Regions from separate parts of the Mus musculus genome. Here region 1 is linked to region 2. The links are chromatin contacts, called in public Hi-C maps. All regions are on one chromosome and are shown on one strand. The core of a region is the stretch at or near the end of the contact, and the rest is flanking DNA. Distances in the headings are between cores, read along the strand shown. Region 1 overlaps Rictor (RPTOR independent companion of MTOR, complex 2). Region 2 holds the start of Fyb (FYN binding protein).

Region 1 (6,188 bases), core at 403-2,902, 150 kb before region 2:
CCAAAGGCTTTCAAGTCTCACAAGAACATTAACATCTTATTTACAACTACAGGGACCAACAGTCTCGACCATAAACTGATTTTCAAGAATTATTTTCTGTATTACAGCAGAGCTGAGCATGGGTGGTCACTGCACGGCACTCCTCATTAGGCTAAGGTAGCACTGGCACAGGAAAGAGAAATAAATGCCTGGGCTTACAGGTCCCCTGCTGAAAGAGGGGAAAGCTAAGAGTCAGGGAAGGAATGGCTGAAGGAAGGACACATGGAAGGAAGAAAGAAAGGGCAGTAGAAATAGGAAGAAATTATTTTCTTAATAAAACTAGGCTGTTGCGATAAAAGTACTCGTGACAGTGGAGGTTTAATTTTACTAAGTACTGCATGTTTTACTTCTCCGGTAGCCCTGAGAAGCTAGCCAGTCAAAGTGCAGGGATGTGGGAAGCAGTTTACAAAGGATGACAGTAGCACAGTGTTAGAGACCTAAGAAAGTGTCAGTGCCTCCCAGTATTTGGGAGGTCTGCCTGATCACCCGCCATTCAGAAGCCAGTCTAAGCCACATAGTGGGTTCAAGGCCTGCTTGAGTTACACACAAAGAAAGTGTCTAAAAACAAAGAGCTTGGCCAAAACAAGCAAACAAACACCACCTCATCTCAAAATGCAAACAAGCAACAAACAAGGAAATAAAAACAAACACCTAAAAATATAATAATCACTAGCCACTCAACATTTTAATGAATAACTGTATGTATTACTATAAATAAATTCATAAAAATGTAAAGTCCATCAAGCTGTTTCCTGGACTTGCTACTGGTGTCAGAGGTAGGAGGGACAATGTATAAAGACTCACAGATCTCACCGCTGATGATAAGCAAGTGTTTAAAAACAAAAATAAAAAATGCTTTGTTAGAGTTTCAGATGTTAGAGACTACTAGTCTCCATTTACAGAACACAGGAATATGCTACTTTAGGCTGACTTTGTAAAATTTGGCATTTATATAACAATAAAAGAAGAAAGAGAAAGAAAGGACAAGAAAAGAACAGGACAGGACTCCAGGTCAGCACTGTGAATGATAAAATATGAATTTACAATAGAACTTCAAATTAATTTTATGATTAGCTATAATGACAGCTGTAGTGTGTGTGTGTGTGTGTGTGTGTGTGTACAAAGGAACAAATCAAAGTAATGCTAGCTCAAAGTTCATCAACTTTCTAAATAAAGAGCCAAAAAATATATATAAAATAAAATTTCCCCCCATATTTAACTACACTTTATTGAACTGAAAAAGTTCCACATCTTTAAATCAGAACAAACATATTTAATGTAATTAAAACATAATGGGCTTTGCTCAAATTTGTCAAATGTAATTTTTAAAAATAGCAGCAATTCCTAGGAATACGAAAAGAACAAAAAAACGACTATAACTTTTTGCCTATTATCTGCCATCAGAACACCTGACTCCTGGGCCTGAAGATGGTGAACTAGTACCTGCAGTGTGAGTGTGGTATCCACAGACATGAAAGTCAGGTGTGACAGCAGCATGTCTGTAATGCCAGAGCTTGAGGGCAGGAAGGAGATGGGTAAGTCCCTGGAGCTCACTGACCTGCGAGCTTAGGAGAAGAGATTAAAGGCCATGTCTCAAAAAACTAAGAAGGGAAGGCACCTAATGTTTACCTTGTGAGTCACACACTTGATGTGGGTGTGTTCGTGTGCGTGCGTGCATGCATGCACACCCACATCAAATTCTTCTTTACCTCAGCCTCTCAAGTTAAAAGTTACCTAAGAACTAGGTAGAAAGAGCTACTGAATAGATGAAAAAGAAATCAAGTCCTTTCTTAAATTTTGCCTCTTTCTTGTCATAATATTGGGGAATATAGTACACATGTGTAGCAAATAAATGCCCAGAAAAAAAACGTAATTGTCCAGGTATGGTGGCACATGCCTGTAATCCCAGTACTTGGGAGATGAAGGGGCAGGTGTTAAAAACTCAACCTTGGACACAGGAAGTTCCAACCATCTTGGGCTACATAAGACCCAGTTTTAGAACAAAACACAGAGGATTGAATCAAACACACAAAGCACTTTTACTTTGTGCACAAGTATGTACTAAAAAATTTACAAAGGCCAATTTTCAGGCTACAGAAATTTCTGTCATTCAAAGAAATGTTGGTAACAATAATTTTCATGGTATTTTTTCTTGAGAAAATATGAAAAAAACCTACAATTTTGCTTAATGACTACAATACTGCATGTGCTGCTATCATTTCTATGTCAACCTTCATATCTTACAATGATAATTGCAAGGTAATTAGGCATCCACAGTCCTCTAATTAGGAGCCCTTTATTATAAGAGAAAAATTGTTTGCCTTTAAAATAACTCACAATTTAAATGAACCCCATGAAAGAACAGAACATCTGTGTCTAAATGCAAAAAACAATTAACTGTGTTATATACCCCAATAATGAGATTAACTCTACACCTAGTGAGATTAATTCTAAATCCTCTACAACTGCTCAGGAGCTGTGTGCACACCTTGCATATTCACACGTACTTTCCTGTTTGGTTTTCTCTATAAACGAGGCTGCAGCTCAGCCCGAGTCTAACACGTGTCATCTATGAATGTAGGGAGGCACACCACACTCAGAAACTAGTAACAGCCCAGAGGCACAAAGACATCTCAGCTCTGCAGTATACTCAGATGAGTGTGGTTTGAAACCTAGGAAATAGTACCATGCTACATTCTGCTATTTCCATATATTCTTTTTTTTTGTTTGTTTTTTTGTTTTTCGAGACAGGGTTTCTCTGTGTAGCCCTGGCTGTCCTGGAATTCTCTCTGTAGACCAGGCTGGCCTCGAACTCAGAAATCCGCCTGCCTCTGCCTCCCGAGTGCTGGGATTAAAGGCGGGCACCACCACGCCCGGCTCCATATGTTCTAATTCCTAAGTTCATTCTTACACTTCTCCTAATTATTTTGTCACATATCTTGTCTCTGACGTCTGTCTGAAATCTTTAAAACCTTTTCATTTTCTGTTTTTGAGACACTGCTCTTTGCTGCACTCCCCAGACACAAGTGAATGGGTTCTTTCCTTCTCTGCTCCTAACCCTCACCACCTACTCTCTGCTGTCGACTGAAGAACTAAAGAGTACAACATCCACCCAGCTCAAAGGCTGCCTGCCTGCTTTCCCTTTTAGCCTTTAAGACCACGGCTTTCCTGTCCTGGTCACTCGATGGCACGCATCTTTCCTGGAGCTCTCCTTACTCGTTCTCTGTGTTTCCCAGTGTTCCTCTCAGGCCTGTCTTCCCTCCGTCTCTAACACAGCCTCAGTCCTACCCTCTGCCTTCAGAGTTCTCTCTCCACCATGTCCATCAATTTTCTAACACGGAGGGAGAACAATGCCTTGAAACTTTAACTCTAAACTTTTATCTTCGACTACAGAAACAGATGTCAAGTATTTAAGTTGCAGGACCTGTCAACTTTAATAAGACCTCTATGATCAAAATAATTCATCTTAAAATGAAAAACAGCTTCTCAAAATTCCTTTCCTTATGAGATATGAAAAACGGAAATTAAGGCTCCAGAGTCTACTATATCTATGCATGTGGTTTGTAAATATCACTGACACACCTTATTACATATGTTTTAACATAGTTAAGTCAGCCTTTATCATAATTATGTCTTGCCTTCATATTCTAAGTTTTGACCAAGGTCTTGCAGATATTTTCCTATTTAGTATTCAGCAGATATCTTTTGGTTAGGTATAATCATTAATAACATCAAAAACATGGCATGCACAAAATCATCACACACAAAAAAATGTATTGGCTAATCTCAAGCCCCAAAAGGAAAAATGTTAAGCCTTTTCATGACAGTCTTAAGTCAGGTTAAAGAAAATTATACATATATATGGTGCAAATGGAAGTTGGTCCACTTATTTTAAAATGACTGTTTTTCTTTCCTACATTTCACTTGGACATTCCTAACAACTTCATAGCATTAAAAAAATCCAAACTTTTGACCACCAAAAGCTTTGGGCTATTGTAAACAAAATCACTATGGTCCATTTCTACCTATATTTTCCAAGAATAAAAGTGTTAGAACACAATATTCTGTGTGGTAGTTTAAATAAGATGGCGCCCACAATCTTAAGCATTTGAATACTAGTTGGTGGCATTATAGGAACAGTCACAGGAGACAGGTCTTTGCTGTGGGCAGGCTTTGACGTCACAAAAGCCACCTGAATTCCCAGTTGGCTCTCTCTGCTTCCTGTCTGTGAATGAAGTTGTGAGCTCCCAGCACTATTCCAGCACCCATGCTGGCCTACTTGCTGCCATGCATGCTTCCTGCCCATGATGGAACCTGACCCCTCTGACCATAAACTCCAAACAAATCCTTCCTTCTGAGTTGCTTTGGTCTTGGTATTTTATCACAGCAATAGAAGAGTACCTAGAAGCACTGTTAACATGTCTACATGATACATTGTTAACATGTCTACATGATACATTCTGACAATGCTCTTGCCACATCTGCTTCCATACTTCTGGTGATTATAATCCCCCATGTAGTGGAGAAAGTTTAAAGTGTGTGTGTGTGTGTGTGTACATATATATATGTGTATATGTGTATATATATATATATATACACATACATATATATACACACACACATATATATAATATATAGGAGTGCTCTGTCTGCATATACACTTGCATGCCAGAAGAGGGCATCAGATCCCTTAAATGGTTGTGAACCACCATGTGGTTGCTGGGAATTGAACTCAAGGCCTCTGGAAGAACAGCCAGTGTTCTTAAAGTCTGAGCCATCTCACCAGCCCCCATTTATCATTTTAAAATGTGAATTATTAGAGTATTCCAAAATAGTATTAGGGACAGCCTTGCTTAATTATAAATTATAATTTTCTGTTTTAGGTAAAACATGTTACTAGATACGCTACAGGAGATCAACATTAATAATAAAATTCCAGTCAGGCTCAAAAAGAATGAGTTTAAGCCAGGTAGCATTTTATCAGGTTATTGGTAGAGGAAAAAATAATAATTTCCAGAAATCTGGGGTTTCCAAGGTTGTAAAGTGACCATAAGCCTATATAATTAATATTACCCACTATAAATCTCGAACTTTACCACAAAGGTACATAAATAAAAGCTATAAAACAAAAGGCAAGGATTTCCCTCAAATTCTATGTTAGGAGGCATTCCCCCTAGGGCTCCCGAAAAGAGCTAAAGAGCTGTATCCCAAGAACAGCAGTCACAGTGGGCGCAGGACAGGCCCGAGGGGGCGGGGTCTGTGCGACTTCCAGAAGCAAGAAAAATTACCCTGGGGTTTTATTCAAAATAAAAAAAGTTCTGAGAATAAAAATACTAATCTCCCTGACTTCTACATGGCCTGCTTTGCCATATTCCCAAGGCTACTGACATCTAAATGAAAGCACCCAGCAGCACAACACAGCCCAGCCCAGCCCAGCGCAGGGATCACATGTGTGTGCAGAGCTGAGGGGAAGAGAAAGAGCCGGCCAATGCTCGCCACACCCCCTGCTTTGTCAGTCTAACCTAACTCTAGCCTTTCAAAATCACTTTTATAAAAAATGATATACAACTAACTGAATCCTCCTTAAGAGTACGGTCAGCACTATGTTATAATCTCAACCAGAAGCTGGCAGCGTGCCCATACCTACTCACAGTAGCTCCCTGTATAAATGAATGAGTGAATGAATGAATGAATGTAGCACTCCTACCTACAACAGAAAATTCACTGAAGTTAATGGTGTCTCAGGTATTCCTTGATAACTAAAAATATTAAAAAATGAGGGTTTACAAATCCATAGGTTACTAATGCAACCATCATCTGCCAAGTCCATTTTGGTTTGTTTCTGTGAGAGACAATATGTAAGCCTCAAGTGATAAAAACTGAAAAATCTTGCCTGTCTTGTGACTAAAAGGAAAGAATTAATTCACTCACTTGGTACTGGCTCCGTGATATGTGCTATCCAGAGTCTGTTCCAAGGACAAGCATCTCTCCAAACAATGATCTTTTTAAGTCAGATCACATGACTGCCTCAGCGTATCCTTTTATCCAAGCTCATACCTGGCTGCCTCTCCTCTGATCTCCTCTCAGTGACCGTGCACCAGCCATGTCGGTTCTTCCCCATCTCTGGGAACATGGACTAGTCATTTCTG
Region 2 (5,726 bases), core at 2,452-4,951:
AATGTGGGGTCTGTGGGTACCATTTACACTTTTTCATCATTTCAAGGGATCTTATGTTTCCTGAAAGGCAGCCAGCATCGAGTTAGGACAGGGATGAGGACACAGACTGCAATCACAGAGACCTGACCCTGCTTAGTTAAGGCTACACTTTGGCAAATTTCCTAATTGTGCTGAAATAGAATTCCATTTCATCGCTTAGAAAGAATAAATAAAGTAGGGTTGTATAGTATTATATCAAAAGTCCTCTATAAATGATAAAGATTTATCTGAATATAGAAACGGAAAAGGGGTCATGAAGGAGGGAAAGATATTGAAGTTTTGAAAGCCAACTGGACCATTACGTAGAATTTTGTTAATTTGGACACTGTTGTAATTACCTTGAACAACAATAAAAGTACCCTGCTTAGAGTAAGTCACTACCTTCACTGCAAAGTCTTTGACTCCAATCAGTATCCTTACATCTTAGAAGATTGAAAAAGGAACCACCATTGATAAACAGTTTTTCCAAAGCACACAGTCTCTTTCCTTTCCCACCTTATTGCAAGTGAATGCCCAGTGCCCTGAATTGCACCAGGCTACAAGTCACTTATTGCAAAGCTCTTCTGTGTGAAACTTCACATCTAGCCAGGCATGGTTATCAAGGGTATTCGTCAGAGCTGGGGGGGGGGGGGACAGGACTGTGAACTCAGAAAACCTTGGTGGCCATAGAAGATGTCTAGAGTTTCCCTGCAAGCTGTCATTCTGAGTTAGAGAAACACATCAAACTGGGCACATTTTAGTAACTCAAGAGGAGAAGCACTTTCTGTGGACAAACTGCCCTTGAAGAGACCAGTGTTGGGAATAACACGCTATGGGAGCCTGGCTCTGTGATCTTTCTCCACTTCTAGTAGAATTGGATGGCTTCTTGGCCTCAGTCAGAACCAGGTAGCACAGTCTAAGGGTGACAATGCCCTGCGCTGCCTAGACTGTACCTTATTTTCTTGCTCACCTTTGTACTAGGCAGAGAGAGCCTATGGGAAGATCTTCCAGAGACAATGATTATGCCTACGCCTGCTTAAATCAGACTCGTTTTTGTTTGTTTCTTTTTAAGGGAGAGTCTCATGTAGTCCAGGATGACTTCTAACTCGGTTCCAAGACTTTGAGCTTCTGATCCTCTTGCCTTCAACTCTCAAGTCCTGAATCACAGGCCTGTACCATCACGCATAGATTCAGACCAGTGGCTCTCAACTTGTGGATTGACCTTCCAAGGGCTCACCAAAGACCCTCAGAAAACACAGATATTTACACTACAATTCCTAATGGTAGTAAAAGTACAGTTATGGAGTAGCAATGAAAATAGTTTTAAGGTTGGGAGTGGGGTCACGAGAAAGTGAAGAACTGATTTCAAAGGCTGCAGCATTAGGAAGGTTGAGAACCACTGCTCTTGATGACACTTTGGAGATGCATCCGACTTACAGTGGTATCGTCTCTCGTAAGTATCATTCTCTTTCCATCTCACAATGGACAGCACTTGGGTAACATTTGCTAGGATATTAATCACCGCAAATATGGGAGAGCTTTTCTCATCAAGACACAGGGTGTCAAGTCTTTACCGAGACTTTCAGTATCAAATTCTACCACATGCCAAAACATTGCAATGACATCTTGGGAAGAAAACCGGGGGCTGGTTTTCTTGAAGGGCAACAAGGCACCCATTGTCTGCCTTTGTTTTCTAACTGTGTATTCCTTTGTAAACTGGAATAGTACAGATGTTTCTGTTTTGGGAAAGTAAACAAACAAACAATCAAGAAACCAACAAAACAAAACAAAACAAAACAAAAAAACCAAAAACAGCTAGAATACAAAGCATGGTCTCCTAAAATCCCTGCCACTGTCCTATTTGAATCTTGGGCTTAGGGGACATGATGAACAGTGTAGATATTTGAAGTGACTTAGAAGAGGAGTTTCAACTTCACAACATTGACATTTTGGCCTGGATAGTTCTGTGAAGGACAGGAGTAAGTGGCTCTATTTACAAAATATCATTAGCTTCATCCATTGTGACAATCAAACATGCCTCCAGAGAATGCACACATCCTTTGGCTATCAAATTTGATTCTTTCTAGAGTACTGACTTAGACTACTCTCTTCTCTCTGTCAACGGGCAGCATAACTTCTTCAAGTTACAGAAATGAAATACAACCAAGGGAATAAATGCAATGGTTATCCTTAAGCAAAACCAACTATCCGTTAAATAGGTATATTTCTTCCCTATTGTCTCCCTAAAATGTCAGTGCTCCCCACCCCAAGGTCCTTTCTTACAGAATGCTCAACCAGAACTTGGATTTGCTACTCTCTCAGACCTCCTACACAACGGAAAAAAAAATGCCAAAAGAAAATTGACCCTATACTCACATGAGCATCAGTTATGCAATCATTCCTTGCTCTAAAGTTTCCCCCAGGAGCTGAAACACTCAGTTGTGTGAGCAAACCACAGCTACCAGCAATGAGAAACAACTCACTGTTTGCAGAGTCAGCCTTTCGGAATCTGGTCAGGTCAACGTTGGGTGGTCTGTTGGGCTTGGGTGGAGGCGGGCCCAAGACGGACAGGGGTGGCAGGGCCTTCTGCTTCGGGGTTGCAGAATTCTTGTCTCCTTCTTTCTCCTGACTTTGGCCCCACGGTGTCCCCGCTGTCAGCTTGGAAGGGGCCTTAGGGAATCTGGCCGGCTCTTCTTGATTCAGTTTGTTCAGAAAGATGTTCTTTGCAAGGTCTGTTTTCCTATCTTCTTTTTTTTCTTCAAAGTTTTTGGAGAGACCCGGGCTCCCTCTGCTCGCAGCAGGTTTCAGAACCACTCCAGGAAAGGGTGAACTTGGTGCTCCATGGTCTTTATCCTCTGGGTCTTCCTTAGGTGGTTTGAAAGGGGCGCCCTTGGACTTGGCGCCCAACTGCACTGGGGATCCTTTCTGGACAGGCACGTTCTTAGAAGTGTTCTCTTCCTGGGAGTCCTCTGTGCTTAGGGATGGCTTCTGGCCAAAGGTGTGTCTGGGAAATCGGGGTTTGGAGTCAGTATCTTGTGCCGCTGGCATGAACTTGCTCTTAGCTCCAGCTACCTTTGAGAATCCTGGCTTCAGTTCGTTTTCTGGGACTGGGGGAGCGGGCCCTGGCTTCGGTCCTGGCGTCTTTAAGTCAGACTCTTGGTTCAAATTGTGAAGTTTATTCCCAGGTGGCCGTAAAACCACAGGTTTGGAATCTTCTTTGGTCAAGCTGGTGGGTTTGGGGCTTACAGGTTTCAGGAACCCCACTTTGACCTCAGGGTCTCTAGAAACTGAGTTTGGCTGTGTTCCAAATCTTGGGCTCCCTCCAGTAGGTTTTAAAAACGGGGGTTTAGGTTCCTTCTCAGGCTTCTCCTCGTAGGTAGGTTTCGCTGCCAAGGGTGGTTTTGTGGTCCCAAATTTAGGCATGCTGCTGGGTCCTGCGGGCGGGCTGGCATTTCCTTGGTTGTCAAATAAATTCTTTCTTGATTGTATTCCAGAAGGCGAGCTTTGTCCTGCAACTTTGAAGGGCCTGCTGCTGGTGGCGGCCTCCTCTGTCGGGTTACTCCCCGTGTTGAACTTCGCCATGAGGGATTTTACATCTGTTTTTCCATCCTACAAGCACAGGGAACAAAAACCAGCTGAGAGTCAGAAATCTCACTTGCAATTTAAAATACTGTACCTTCAAGGGTTTCCTGATCTGAGGCAAGAGTGCTGGGGTGCCGGCAAGCTGCTGATTGGTTGACCAGATATTGTAACATTTAAGTTCCTCTATGGCAAAACAAGTTGTGAATGTTTCTCGCGAAGGAAAGGCTAGGGCTGTGTTTAAACTTCTGTTGTTGGTCGTACAGGGACACAATCATTTATCTTAAAAAACGTTTCTCTTCTCTTTCCTGGTCTGCCTCGCTATCTTGTTGGAGATATCTGATTCTGTATTTGTTTACATTTTTTGCTTCACTGAAAAACATACAGCGGTGGCTACCAAATGGATTTTCCCACTTTTTACAACTGAGACTCATGTGGAAACTGGACTTCAAAACGAAAGTAGGCACTGTAAACTCAGGCTACATGCTTTTTTTTTTAACCCAGCAAAGCAATGCTTAGCATCAGTGTGCTGGCCCGTGCTTCCCTGTTCCTGTTGCGTTTAAAGTGCGTTTGCTGTCGGGGAGGTGTTACAGAACAGCCCAGCCCTTCTAAAACGAAAGAAGGTTTCCTTATTATTTGCAAATCCAGAGTGCTGTTGTGTGGCTGTATGCAGACTAACGGGACATGAGCTAAACCCACGGGACAGCATGGGCTGAACAACAGGCCAGCAGAAGGAATTGCCTCGTTTCCAGATCTTTCTCTTCAATAATGACTTTTACCAGTCCTCTGAGAGGTCCTGCCTCACCTGCCTTCCTCATAAGAATTAGGAAATTATGCAGTAAAGGTATCAGATAGTCACCCTTTTTTTTTTTTTTGTTGTTGTTAATATAGTCCCGTTTAACCTGGGAGAATTAATGGTGTCTTTACCCTTTCTTTCAAAAACAAGGAGTTTGAGCTGGAGATGAGGCTCAGCTGAGAGACAGAGAGAGAGAGAGGGAGAGAGAGAGAGAGAGAGAGAGAGAGAGAGAGAGAGAGAGAGAGAGAGAGAGAGAGAAAACCTACTTAGCATCTAACATCACTAAACCCTGTCTCATGTGCTCAGCATTCAATAAATCAGGTTGGTGGCGTACTCTGTAATGCAGGAGGTAGAGACAGGAAGATCAGAAGTTTATGAAGGTTAAGGTCATTCTTGGCTACACAGCAGGTTTGAGACAAGCCTAGGCTATGTGAGATCATGCCCGCCCCCCACACTCCCCCCCCCCAAAAGGATAAAAAAACAGGAAAAACTTCCAGGGCTCTAAAGCTTGATGAGAAATATGAAATGGTAGACAGAAGATATAGCTGGGTGATGGAGCAGGAGCTCAGCATGGGTAAGGTCCTGGGTTTGCTCCTTAGTGTACACACACACACACACACACACACACACACACACACGCACACACACACGTGCACGTAAGCGTGTGCACACACACACATGAGTACACGCATACACCCCCCCCCCCAAAGTTTTCTTTCTGTTTAGAAGGAAGTTTGTTTCTGAGAAAGAATTTCTGATTATCCCTTCCCCTCTACTAGTATTGTTCATATTCTTTATGTATAGCTTCTTTTAGGTTTATAAAACAAGGTGAAATAGCAAAGTGATTAAGAATGTCAGCTCGGGAGCCAGGTAGCAGGGGATATTAATGCGTTTTCTTATCTTCTCACTGCAAACAACGTCTAGGCGCTGCTCTTAGGCAGGCACGTGTATAAAGCAGTAGAGGACATTGGCACATCCGAGGGCTTCCTGTTTTTGTATAAAGAAGACACTTAGTGATCGTCTGCTCTCCCTCCTCATTGCACTGCTGGGGAACAAGGTCATTCATTCCCCGCTGTGGCAGCTTCAAGTCTAGCACATCCCAGGGGGAAAACCTTGAAATGTCTCTGGCCACGGTCAAGCACTGTGCCACATTTAGTTCCAAAAATATAGAAGTTGTACATTAAGGATGGAAGCTTTAGTCTTGGCTGCTAATCCAGATCCAGGAGAGCCTGCAAGTGTCGGAGCTAAAGGCACGGGCCTTGGAGTTATTGACTGAGGCTCAAGCCTTGACTTTGCCGTGTAGCATAGCATCTAGCAAGTGATCGACTTTTCC

The links. A called contact is a pair of places that touch in the nucleus more often than the background predicts.
Region 1: a contact with region 2 is called in a Hi-C map of group 2 innate lymphoid cells, with 2.0 times the contacts expected there. The contact joins the enhancer-like site here to the promoter of Fyb in region 2. A contact is called at or near these places in 1 of 39 promoter capture datasets (macrophages), 13 of 484 Hi-C or Micro-C datasets (CD4 T cells, the G1E-ER4 cell line, the HPC-7 cell line and 9 more), 1 of 115 datasets of contacts at active chromatin or transcription factors (the SCID.adh cell line) and 1 of 9 other capture datasets (adipose tissue).

The regions. Positions count from the first base shown.
Region 1 is chr15:6,722,080-6,728,267 of GRCm38.p6, reverse strand. All of the region lies in intron 2 of Rictor (RPTOR independent companion of MTOR, complex 2), which reads right to left. Among named protein-coding and RNA genes, the nearest start is that of Rictor, 17 kb to the right of the region's middle. Within about 2 kb of position 1,652, at least 39 of the 459 cell types and tissues checked have an H3K27ac peak or open chromatin away from gene starts, as enhancers often do. A contact at or near this core is called in Th1 cells, group 2 innate lymphoid cells and regulatory T cells, where this site is marked.
Region 2 is chr15:6,577,822-6,583,547 of GRCm38.p6, reverse strand. It overlaps Fyb (FYN binding protein), which reads right to left and starts at 3,701. Exons shown (of 18, transcript NM_011815.5): 1 at 2,502-3,701. The coding sequence starts at 3,600.